Regions from separate parts of the Mus musculus genome. Here regions 1, 2 and 4 are each linked to region 3. Evidence: chromatin contacts called from public HiChIP or PLAC-seq and promoter capture Hi-C data. All regions are on one chromosome and are shown on one strand. Each heading gives the region's core, a stretch centred on a gene start, on an enhancer-like site or on the middle of the called end of the contact. The rest is flanking DNA. Distances are from core to core; before and after follow the strand shown.

Region 1 (2,700 bases), core at 74-2,573, 1.2 Mb after region 3:
GAAGAAGAAAGCAAGCAAGCTTTCTTGATCTACCACTCACCAGTCACACATCAGCATCTCCTGTGGCTCCATAGAGCTGAGGACTTTACAAGCTGTCACAACCTTTGTAGAAAGGGTCTGTCCAGCAGGAGGGGGTGGGGTGGGGTGGGTGAAATTCCTAGTACAAGTATCCCAGTATCAATCATGGAACTTTAGAATGTTTTCAGGAACACACAAAGGAGACTAAGGAACTTTTATGTTAATTAAATATAATCACACACATAGCAGAAAGTGTGCAGGGGGAGGCTCCAATGTTATTATTAACAATGCTTATTTCAATGGGAAGTCCTGGGCTCTTGAATAATCTCCATTCTTTGTCTTCAAACCTGCCAAATTTCCACAAGTTCTAAAAATAAGCAGAGATTAACTACTACTTAAGAGGCAAAGGCAGGCAGATGTCTTAAGTTCCAGGCCATCCTGGTCTACATAGTGATTCCCAGGACAGCCAGGGTCTTCTTCAAGATCAGTAAGTGCTTGTAACTGCCCAGGAATCTCTCCAGTCTTGGATAGGTTTTGGTGGGGGCCGATCCAAGACCCAAACCATCTTCTCAGTAGATTAGTGCCTCTGACTTTGACTTGAAGATTTAAGGTCTGGATTAAACCTCTTGGCTTCTTCAGTTAAGTTTTTATGTACATGTTGGTCTCTTCTACTACTTATTCCTTTTTAGTCTTCTCCAAACTCCAGTATCTACTGCGCAGGCCTGTTCCCCTAGAGATTACACTCTGGCTACTCTGATCTGAGCTCTGAGGCAGGAGAATCTTGAGTCAGAAGCAGGCCTGGGCTAGTGAGTTTCCGAAAAGCCTGAACTGGGTAGTAAGAGACTTTTTCAAAGAAGCCAAAACCATAAAAGTGAGCCTGGAGCAGTGGCACAGCCACTAATCTAGTCCTTGGAAGACCGGAAGCAGTCTCAGGAGTTAAAAGTGATTGTCATTCACCATCCATTGCACAGTTCAAGGACAGTCTGAGTCCTGTGAAAACCTGTTTCCAAAAAAAAAAAAAAAAAAAAAAAAAAAGCCCTTCAAATTTAAAGGGACAAGACGTTTATTGGGTGAGTACCTTCTCGCAGGTCCATGTCGTGGCAAACAAAAAGCCTCTCACAGGAGTTTTGGACAATGTACGATTCTAGTTTGTTTGTTTGTTTTTTTTTTTTTTTGGTTTTGTTTAGTTTTGTTTTCCTTAATACTTTGGAGACAGACGCGAGAGCTGGGCGGTGGCTGAAAACTTCCGTTGCTCCCATTGGTTCTCAGGCTGTAGGCCCCACCTCCTCTCGGAGGGACCAATTGAGTTACAGTTTAAACTGCGGTGTGCCGGGTCGTTGGTGGCGCAGTCTTCGGTGAGTTTAGCTGTGAGCTCGTCGTGGGTGAGGGCGTCTTGGGCGAGCTTGGGGTGGCGGGGAGGGCAGACCCGGGACTGGAGGTTGAAGCAGGGTCGGGACGTGTGCTTCACTCGGCCCCGCGTCCCGAGGCGCTCTTGTCGTGCTCGACCCACAGCAACGCTGTTTTTACTTTTCTTCTTCCCTCCCCACTTCAGGATCTCAAGCAGCCCTGGCTGGTCTTGAACTTGTTATGTAGCAGGAGGCCAAATTTGAGCATCCTCTTGGCTTCTCTTTATAGCAGAGATTGTAGGCTGGAGACAGTTTTGATGGGTGCCAACATAAACTGATTTCTGTAAGAGTTGAGTGTTTTATGACCCTGGCGTGCAGATTTAGGATCTGGATTAAGCCTGTTGACTTCTCCAGCTACTTATAAATTTTTGTGCATAGGTGCCCTGGGTAAAGCTTGGTCTCTGTTACTGCGTAGTTTTTCCAGCCGTCCTCAATGCCAATATCCTAATATTCAGGTCTCTCCCTTAGAGTAATCCAGAATGGCTACTCTTATCTTTGTTGATAAGGATAATGAAGAACCCGGCCGCCGTTTGGCATCTAAGGATGGGTTGAAGCTGGGCACTGGTGGTAAGTATTTCCTGCCTTGAGATACACAGGTGTTGTGAATGGTCCCAGCCTACAGTTCCCAATGTAACCTAGGGGGGCCTTGAACTTCTGATCCTTTGACTCCACCTGCCCAGTGCAGTGATTACAGGCATGGGCCACCTTGCCTGGCTTATGCACTGCCGGGAATGGAACTTGGAGCTTTTCAAATGCTACTAAGTCACGTGTCCAGGCGCTCTGCTTAAATCGGTTTTTTGAGACATAGCTTTAACTGGCCTGGGATTTGCTATGCAGATCAGGCTGGCCTTGAACTCAGGAGATCCACTTACCCCTGACTCCTAAATTCTGGGATTAAAGGCGTGCGCCATGGTGCCTATGTTCATACTTATTGTCTTAATGAGGTTATTTAGAGTGCTAAGTAACTGCCCCAAATGAGGCACAGGTTTGTGTGTAAGAATTGAGTTAAGTTGTATGGCCTAATCTTTAAGAGCAATACATTTATTACCTTTATTTGTGTATGTGTGGGGTCACACGCATGCCGTGGTGTGCCTGTGGAGGTCAGAGGACAACCTGTGGAAATTGGTTTTCCTTATACTGTGTGGGTTCTGGGGACTGAATTCAGGTTGTCTGGTTTAGCCGAAAGCTCCTTTATTTACCCACTGAGTCTGTGATTTTTTTTTTTTTTTAATGATTATCCCTTTTTCAACAGTCAAGGCCTTAGATGGGAAATTGC
Region 2 (2,700 bases), core at 150-2,649, 1.6 Mb before region 3:
AGTACTTCATGTGATGGTGACCCTCCAACCATAAAATTGCTTTTGTTGCTACTTCATAACTGTAATTTTGCTACCGTCATGACTTGTAATGTAAATGTTTGTGTTTTCCAATGGTCGTTTGGCCCCCAAAGGGGTTGAGAACCACAGCAAATCGGCAGTTGCTGGATCCAGGCTGTGCCAGGTGGCTTCTCCCACAATAACAGACTCCATTCCCATCTTATTAATGAGCGGCCTGGAGTATCAGCTCACAGGAAGAGAGAGAACTTACCCACTTAGCCACTGTATTTCAATGCAGAGCCCCTGAGTTCAGTAATAGATTATTATTGTTGATTATTTATTATTATTATTATTATTATTAAATTATTGGTAAATGAGGTACCCTGGTTGGCTGTATGGCAGATGAGCCCTGTTCAGATTGTAAGCCTTTCAGCTTTGGTAAAGGAGAGGCATCAAGGTTTTTGGGTTTTCTTTCATTCTCTCCGATTGAGAGAAAGCTTTCCTTCTGAATCCCCCCTGATCAAAAATCTAGACAAGCGTTGCCAGGCTCTATATGTTCCGGTCTCCCTCTGCCTTCTTCTCCATTCCCCATCCCCAGCCAGAAGTGCAGATGCTGCGGAAGATTGAAATGGCAAGCGGGCACGTTCAGCCCAAAGTGAATATTAAGCCAAACTGATTTCTGTTTCTGGGCTTGTGTTGTTAGGCTAGGTGAGCCAGGGGAAAACGTAACAGCGTGAAGTAAGTTTTCAGTCCTTGGTTTCCATCTCTAAAGACAGTGACATGCTTGAGAAAGCAGCTTCCTCCTCTCCACGTGGCTGGGAATTTGCACCCAGTAAATGGGAAATACAAAAGATGAGGCAGGGGTGTACAGAGCCTCCCAGAGATGGCTTTCAGAAGGAAACGGACTTACTCTCCCTCGGGTCTCTTGATGTATGCCCACCTCCCCACCCAGGGACCTACATACCCAACAAACACACTTCCAACCTCCGTAAGTGGGCGGAATTCATACCCTGTTAATACACAGGCGCCCTGTAAGGCCCTCCCATCGGGGTGATCGGGCATCCTGTCCTTGTACACATACCTCCCCTTCTGCTTGCCTCCCCCCTGCTGCTGGCCATCTTATAGCCTGGGTTCCCTGCAGCAGACGTTTCTAAGAGCTTCCACCGAGACTGCTTCTACAGCATCTCCAGCTTCCAGGGACAAATCCATCTCTTCGTATTTATTTTTTTTTTTCTCCCCGTCTTCTGTTTTTAAACTCTTCCCATTTTTAGCTATCCAGTCCCCACAGCCTGGCCCCTCTCCAGGCAGAGTGTGAAAGGAAAAGCCATTTTTATTTCCAAGACAGCCATCCATGCCTCTTACCTGATGCTCGCAGTGTGTCTGGTATAGACGTCTCCCCTCTGAGCCGGAGCGGACCGGATCCCAGGTGACGAGCTTCTCCCTCTTCTCCCTCCTCCGCACCAGGCTCTCCTTGATGTTTCTCACTCACCACTGAGTAATCCCACTGTCGCCCCCAACGCTCACATTATTCATTCTTCAGATCAGCATCATTCACCATGGCAACCAGCAGGCATCTACGCACAATGCTTTCAGGGACCAGTCTGAGTAGGCTTTTGCCAGTGAAAGGAGCTTTGGTTCCTTCAGCAAGAAACGAGCAGGTTGAAAAATTTTGCAGGTTGATCCCCAAGATAGCACATTCTTCTAGTGCTTGTGTATTTTCTCTGTAGTTGGCGCTCTCTCTCTCTCTCTCTCTCTCTCTCTCTCTTCAGGTACACATGTTCATGTCATACCTATGTAGAGATCAGAAGGCAGCCCTTAAGTGTCATTTCTCCAGAACCGTCTACTCTCTGTTTGAGACAAAGTCTCTCATGAGCCTGGAATTTGCACCCAGCAGGCTAAGGCCAGCTGGCCAGTGAGCTTTGCAAGCTCTGAGGTACAAAGGCACACCCCCGTGTCTGGCATTTTTATGTGGGTTCTGGGGATTGAACTCAGGTCCTGAGGCTCCTTGAGGTAAGGGGTTTACTGCTGAGCCATCTTGAAGGCTGACCAGTGATCATTGTCTTACTCCATCTCCATCTGTGGATAGTGGTTTCAAATGCAAAGATGCCCTTCGGTTCTGTGGCGAACTTGTCCCCTCCTTTCCTGTCCCACTTCCCCCCTGGAAATTCTCCCCCTCCTTCCTCTCATTTCCTGCAGTGCCTCTACATGATGGTTCTGGGCGAGATTCTTGTATTGCCTGGATCCCAGTTCCTTCAACTCTAAAGCTTCGAACACCTCAGGGGCAAAACACGGGTACCAACATTTCAAATACCCTTGTCAAGATTGCTCAACCATTATCTCCCATGGACTGGTGGTCCCTCAACATGAACTTTAGAGCATGGCTTTAGAAGTAGAGCCTTCATGGGTGTTAATTAGTTAAGGATCGCGAGATGAAATCACCCTTGATCACTTCTATGGAGTCTTTCTAAGAGAATGAACGTTTGAACCCATGGAGACACACACACAAGAGGAGGCCATGTGGAGGCAGAGGCAGGAGTGGAAGCAATGGATCCATGAGCAGCGGGCGGGGATAGGGGATGGGGATGGGGGGACGGGACAGGGGAGCTGTCCTGCAGACGTGCTGATTTCAGGCTTCCTGTCCACAGAACTGTGTGAGAAAGCATCCTGTCACTTATGAGCCACCATGTTTGTGCCAGTCTGTCA
Region 3 (2,700 bases), core at 44-2,543:
GTTTATATTTTCATGGTCACATATGTGTGGCTGCACATGTATGGTGGTGCATGTGTGCATGTGTGTGCGCATGAATGTGGTAGTCCAGAGTTGAAGGCAAATGTCTTCTTCAATCAATCCCCCCTTACTTACGGAGGCAGGGTCTCTCTTTAACCCTAAAGGTCTCCAATTCTGGCTAGTCTCACTAGCCAACTTGCCAAGGGGATCTTTACGTCCCGGGTTCTGGAATTACTGGCAGCCAGTCCTCTTGCCTGGCTGATCCACTGGATCATATCTACAGTCTCTAAGTTATTCCCTCTGGGTACCTTCTACTTATGCAAGGGAAAAGGTTTACATTTGTGATTGTAACATTATTGAGATCTCTTTACTTCCATTTACATAAACAGAGATAAACACAAATGAGATAAATAAGGGGGTGTGGGCCTGGAGGTCCATCCCATATACAATCACCAAACCCAGACACTATTGTGGAAGCCAACAAGAGCTTGCTGATAGGAGCCTGATATAGCTGTCTGCTGTGAGGCTTTGCCAGTGCCTGACAAATACAGAAGTGGATGCTCACAGTCATCCATTGGACGGAGCACAGGGTCCTCAATGAAGGAGCTTGAGAAAGTACCCAAGGAGCTGAAGTGTTTTGCAGCCTCATAGAAGGAGCAACAATATGAATTAACCAGTACCCCCAGAGCTCCCTGGGATTAAACCACCAATCAAAGAAAACACATGGTGGGACTCATGGCCCTAGTTGCATATGTAGCAGAGGATGGCCTGGTCGGTCATCAATGGGAGGATAGGCCCTTGGTCCTGTAAAGGCTCTATGCCCCAGTATAGGGGAATGCCAGGGCCAGGAAGCAGGAGTGGGTGGGTTGGTGAGCAGGGGGAGGGGGGAGGGGGAGAGGATGTTTTGGGAGAGGAAACCAGGAAAGGGGATAACATTTGAAATTTAAATAAAGAAAATATCTAATTTAAAAAAAAATAAGGGGGTGTGGGGCAGAGGGAGGGGCAGGCTGACAGAGTAAACAGTAATGGGTCCAGAGTGGTCCAGAGAAAAATTTCTCGTAAGAACACTGAAACACTTTCAATCAGAAAATATCAGCTTAAAGGCTACCCTAATCCCTACCTTAAAGCTTACCCTAATCATTTTACACATAAGGAAACCAGGGCCTGGGGGTCAGCAGGAATCACCCAGTCCACAGTATGAAATGGTAGACACAAACTTAATCTAAAACTTCGTTCTCCACCTCCATTACCTCTAACCTTACTTAATTTGTAGGTCTTTCCAAGTCTGTGTGTGTTAGAATTGCTTAAATGTATCTGCTTTAAGAATCCAAGAACAACGGATGCACCCACAAAGGCAGTTGGAAAACTGAACAAACTGCAGGACCATGGTGACATCTAGTGGTAATCTTTGGTAGTGCACCTGTCTAGAAGACCTTTGATTTAATCAGGCTTACCATGAAAGCAGAAATATTCTTTTGTACACTGTTCCCTAGTTTGAGTTTGTCTGCTATGGTTATGAGATATACTTGAACAGTAATCCCACATATAGGATTATATGCTGAAGAATATATATATATATATATATATATATATATATATATATATTCAAATCATAGCAAAAGGCACATGACAAAGGCTTGTCATGGCACTGGTTATATTGAGTGTTTGGTTACAGTGGTCCTGACCACCAAGATTCCATCTTAGAAAGCTGCTGTGAATTCTCTTCTAATTAATAAGGGATTCATGGAGTAACAATGTTCGAGTTTGCAAAGCTGATGTTTTTGCTTGAAACCTCAATGAAGTAACAGTTGCAAAATAGTAACCTAATGCTGTCATTTTTTACTCTAATTTTACTCATTAGGATTTTAACATAAAAAGGGAACCTTCCCTATACTCCCATTTTTTATTAATTAATTCTTACATCATCCAGAGTCTTAGATTTCATGAGCTGACTCAGGTATAGATGACATCATCTGTATCTGAAGTGTCAGACGTAGATTACAGTTCTACATTAATTACAGAGTATATCTAAAGCTTCCTAATTTGCTGCAGTGGAGATTGGACTAGGGTGCCATGCATGTGAGGCTATTGCTCTGCCTCTGAGCCACAAAGCGAGCCCTCTGAACCTTTACACAACCTGTATCCAGGCCGAGCCCTTGCCTTAACCCCAACTATCACGCTTAATTTTGAATAAAGGAAGTGTAGTGTGAACCAGAGAAATGTCCTGAAATATAACCCTGCCTATCCAAAAAAAAGAAAGAAAAAAAGAAAAAAGGGAAAGAAAGAAAGAGAGAGAGAGAGAAAATAAGAGAGAGAGAGAGAGAGAGAGAGAAAGGAAGGAAGGAAGGAAGGAAGGAAGGAAGAAAGAAAGAAAGAAAGAAAGAAAGAAAGAAAGAAAGAAAGAAAGAAAGAAAGAAAGAAAGAAAGAAAATGGAGTTTCAATTGGGAAGTTGTCTATTGGCACTGGGGTTTTTTTTTTTTTTCCATTTTTTATTAGGTATTTAGCTCATTTACATTTCCAATGCTATAACAAAAGTCCCCCTTACCCACCCACCCCCACTCCCCTACCCACCCACTCCCCCCCTTTGGCCCTGGCGTTCCCCTGTACCGGGGCACACAAAGTCTGCGTGTCCAATGGGCCTCTCTTTCCAGTGATGGCCGACTAGGCCATCTTTTGATACATATGCAGCTAGAGTCAAGAGC
Region 4 (2,700 bases), core at 171-2,670, 1.3 Mb before region 3:
CAGGGGCTGGAGAAATGGCTCAACAGCTAAGAGCTACACCGTTCTAAGGATTGGAGTTCAGATCCATGCACCAGGTAGCAAGTCAGGCATCCCACAATTCCTGTAACCCCAGGTGTAAACCATGGTGGGCAGCAGAGACGAGGGCGCTTACTGGCTTCTAGCCAGGCTCAGGGATGTGACCCCACTTCAAATCAAAGGGGGAGGGTGAAGGAGAACATCTAGTGCCCTAAGCATGGACATAAATGCACACAAATGTGTGTGCTCACACACACACACAGACACATAAATAAATAAACAAGCTTTAGCTAATTGCAGTCCTGCTGTTGTGATCTTGGGCCTTTTTGATACCAAAGCACATCTCTGGAGTCCCATCCTCCAGGCACCTTTGTTCTCCTAAATTTGAGTTCTCCCAACTCTGAGCTGCACTAATCGCCCTATGGACTTCTTCTGCCTGGCCTTCACTGGCATTAGTCCATTCTCCTCATGATCTGGTGAAGTCACCATTAATTCTTATCCTTAGAGGCTTCCAGATATCTGTGAACGAGTCACAGCTTCCCTCTGCATGAAAGCAAGCTGGGTGGCCTGAGGGCTTGCCACGTCGGTGACTTAATCTCTCCTGTGAGCTTTCTCGGTACCCAGTAGGACAGACAAATAAGCAAGTCACTCTGGTTTGGACATGGCATGCATCTGCCATCTCAGCACACTGGAGAGAGTCAGGAATCGGAAGCTAGCCTAGGCTACATAGCTAGATCCAATCTCTAAAGCTCTAAGGACAGTATAGCTTGGTGGTAGAGTGCTTGTCTAGCCTGGGCAAACCCCTGGCTCACTCTCGCTTTCTTCCCCCCCCCCCCAGTCTCTCTGTCTTTCTCTCCTGATTCTTTCTCACATTAACTTGGCATGTTCTAATAGACCTAGGTTAACCTGGGCTCAACTGCATTTGTAAATGCCTAACCACCACAAAAGGGGAGGACGAGGCAAGGCCCACGATTCCCTTGTTTCATACCTCATTATCCAGGGTATGGAAAACCCATAAGTAAATATATCTATCTTTACCTTGGTTTTCCTGAGTAGGATAAGAAAGAACTGGGGGGAGGGGGGGGTGGAATCCTTGCCGGCTAGTCTTGGATAGAACTAAGTATCTTTCTCAGTCTGCTCAGTTGCCACTAGGTGGCAGTGGGTTAAAGAAAACTGCTTCGCTAGCTCTTGGAAGGACCCATGTCTCAGGCAGCGATCCATACTTAAATATGTAGAAGCTTTGACATCAAGGGAAAAAATCAGCTGCGACCCACCCCATGGCAATGTGGGTTGTCGTGGATTGTATTCTTAAGCTCAGCCAGCGCAGCTGCTGTCAGTCAGGGAGGGAAATGACCTTAGAAAAGAATGAGAAGTGTTTCCCAGTATCCCTTACTTCAGGGTGTCGGTCACTATCTCCCCCTGCTGGCAGGAGACTGTGCCTGCACTGCTGTACGGAATCCCTTGTTTCTCCCGCAATTGAAACAATACAGAAACAATTGAAATGATAGATACAGTCTGCAGCGCCCTGTGAAAGCCCAGGTGTGGCAATGGTTGCTACTGAGTGGAGTGACCACTCCAGAACTGGATGCAGACATGTTCATGAGTCAGACGGGCATTTATAATGAACAGAGGAAACCTGTTGTGTTAGATTGGAACAGCCAAGCAACGGGATCGGGGGTTTCGGGTATCAATGCTTATATATATCTTGTAAAGAGAAAGGTTTATCCTACCCCTAATTTTGGAGGTTCCTGCCTGTGATTAGCCCATTGCTCCCGGCCTGTAGTGAGGCAGCCTGCTACAGCAAAGCTCCATCCTCTGTATTTCATAGTGAACTTATTTCCTGCGAGGGTCTTTGGCTCTCAGGAATCACTTCAGTTTCCTCATCTCTAAAATAGGCACACACCATTTTCATCTTTAAAAGCTGGCAGTTGGGGCTGGAGAGATGGCTCAGTGGTTAAGGTGCTTACAGGCCCTCAGAGGACAGAGCTTAGATCCCAGCAACCGTGTCGGTGCCTCACAAGCATCTTTACCTCCAGCTGCAGAGCATCCGATGGCCGACACAGACTCTTACACATAAATAAAAATCAATCTTAAAGCGTTGGTGATGTATCCTGCTAAGCCGACAGAGCACACCCTTGGTGCCCTTTACACTTGAACTTGCTGTGTGATGTTCTGTAGTTTTCTACATTTTTTACCTTGAGACCAGATCCACCACACTGGCACCGTGGCCTCCTTTCTCTCAGCATGCATGTGTTCCTTGGCTCCCCCAAATTCTCTGTGCTCCCTCAATTGGCTCTTCCTGGGTTAAACCTTCAGAAGATCACATATGCTGCGAGTAGAGCCCCGTGCTTCCCCAGGAAGGACATTAGGCTCCATGGGACATTCATTAGTTGGGGTTACAAAAGGGCCATGGGGCACTGGAATGGTAATTTCCTACACGAGACCCCAGTGACCCAGTGAGAGCTAGCTCAGCTGGTCTGAGCATGTGGCTAATGAGGGAAGGGTCACAGATTCACTCCTGTGTGGGCCAATTAGAGTCACGTGGAAAGTACACGCCGGTGGCAGCAAGCAGCAGCTCACACATTAGCTAACTGGTCACCAGGATGGCTTGTCACCAGTTATCATCACTGTCAGAAATCCAAGCAAGTGCTTACATCATCTTTCCTGTGACTGCATGGCCCAATG

What was found. Promoter capture Hi-C pulls out the DNA fragments that hold promoters and counts their contacts. HiChIP or PLAC-seq counts read pairs in DNA pulled down with a chosen protein or histone mark.
Region 1: a promoter capture Hi-C map of liver shows a contact between it and region 3, with 3 times the contacts expected there. The contact joins the promoter of Pttg1 here to the promoter of 4930597A21Rik in region 3. A contact is called at or near these places in 2 of 39 promoter capture datasets (hippocampal neurons and liver) and 1 of 9 other capture datasets (pancreatic islet).
Region 2: a promoter capture Hi-C map of hippocampal neurons shows a contact between it and region 3, with 12 times the contacts expected there. The contact joins the promoter of Fndc9 here to the promoter of 4930597A21Rik in region 3. A contact is called at or near these places in 8 of 39 promoter capture datasets (the C10 cell line, cranial neural crest, embryonic stem cells and 4 more), 2 of 484 Hi-C or Micro-C datasets (cerebral cortex and cortical neurons) and 1 of 9 other capture datasets (liver).
Region 4: a contact with region 3 is called in a RAD21 HiChIP or PLAC-seq map of pro-B cells, with 97 times the contacts expected there. The contact joins the enhancer-like site here to the promoter of 4930597A21Rik in region 3. A contact is called at or near these places in 2 of 39 promoter capture datasets (the SN4741 cell line and hippocampal neurons), 4 of 15 datasets of contacts at CTCF or cohesin (hippocampal excitatory neurons, large pre-B cells, pro-B cells and 1 more), 44 of 484 Hi-C or Micro-C datasets (3T3-L1-derived adipocytes, the AtT-20 cell line, B cells and 28 more), 4 of 115 datasets of contacts at active chromatin or transcription factors (astrocytes, differentiating embryonic stem cells and fibro-adipogenic progenitors) and 1 of 9 other capture datasets (embryonic stem cells).

Annotation. Positions count from the first base shown.
Region 1 is chr11:43,424,874-43,427,573 of GRCm38.p6, reverse strand. Pttg1 (pituitary tumor-transforming gene 1) reads left to right here and starts at 1,323. Exons shown (of 6, transcript NM_001131054.2): 1 at 1,323-1,373; 2 at 1,893-1,991; 3 at 2,677-2,700. The coding sequence starts at 1,904.
Region 2 is chr11:46,234,256-46,236,955 of GRCm38.p6, reverse strand. Fndc9 (fibronectin type III domain containing 9) reads right to left here and starts at 1,399. Exons shown (of 2, transcript NM_177075.4): 1 at 1,360-1,399. All of the region lies in intron 23 of Cyfip2 (cytoplasmic FMR1 interacting protein 2), which reads left to right.
Region 3 is chr11:44,584,910-44,587,609 of GRCm38.p6, reverse strand. It overlaps 4930597A21Rik (RIKEN cDNA 4930597A21 gene), which reads right to left and starts at 1,293. Exons shown (of 4, transcript NR_126460.1): 1 at 1,260-1,293; 2 at 133-308.
Region 4 is chr11:45,925,466-45,928,165 of GRCm38.p6, reverse strand. No RefSeq gene overlaps it. Among named protein-coding and RNA genes, the nearest start is that of Lsm11, 18 kb to the left of the region's middle. Within about 2 kb of position 1,420, at least 112 of the 459 cell types and tissues checked have an H3K27ac peak or open chromatin away from gene starts, as enhancers often do. A contact at or near this core is called in the AtT-20 cell line, B cells, the C2C12 cell line and 14 more, where this site is marked.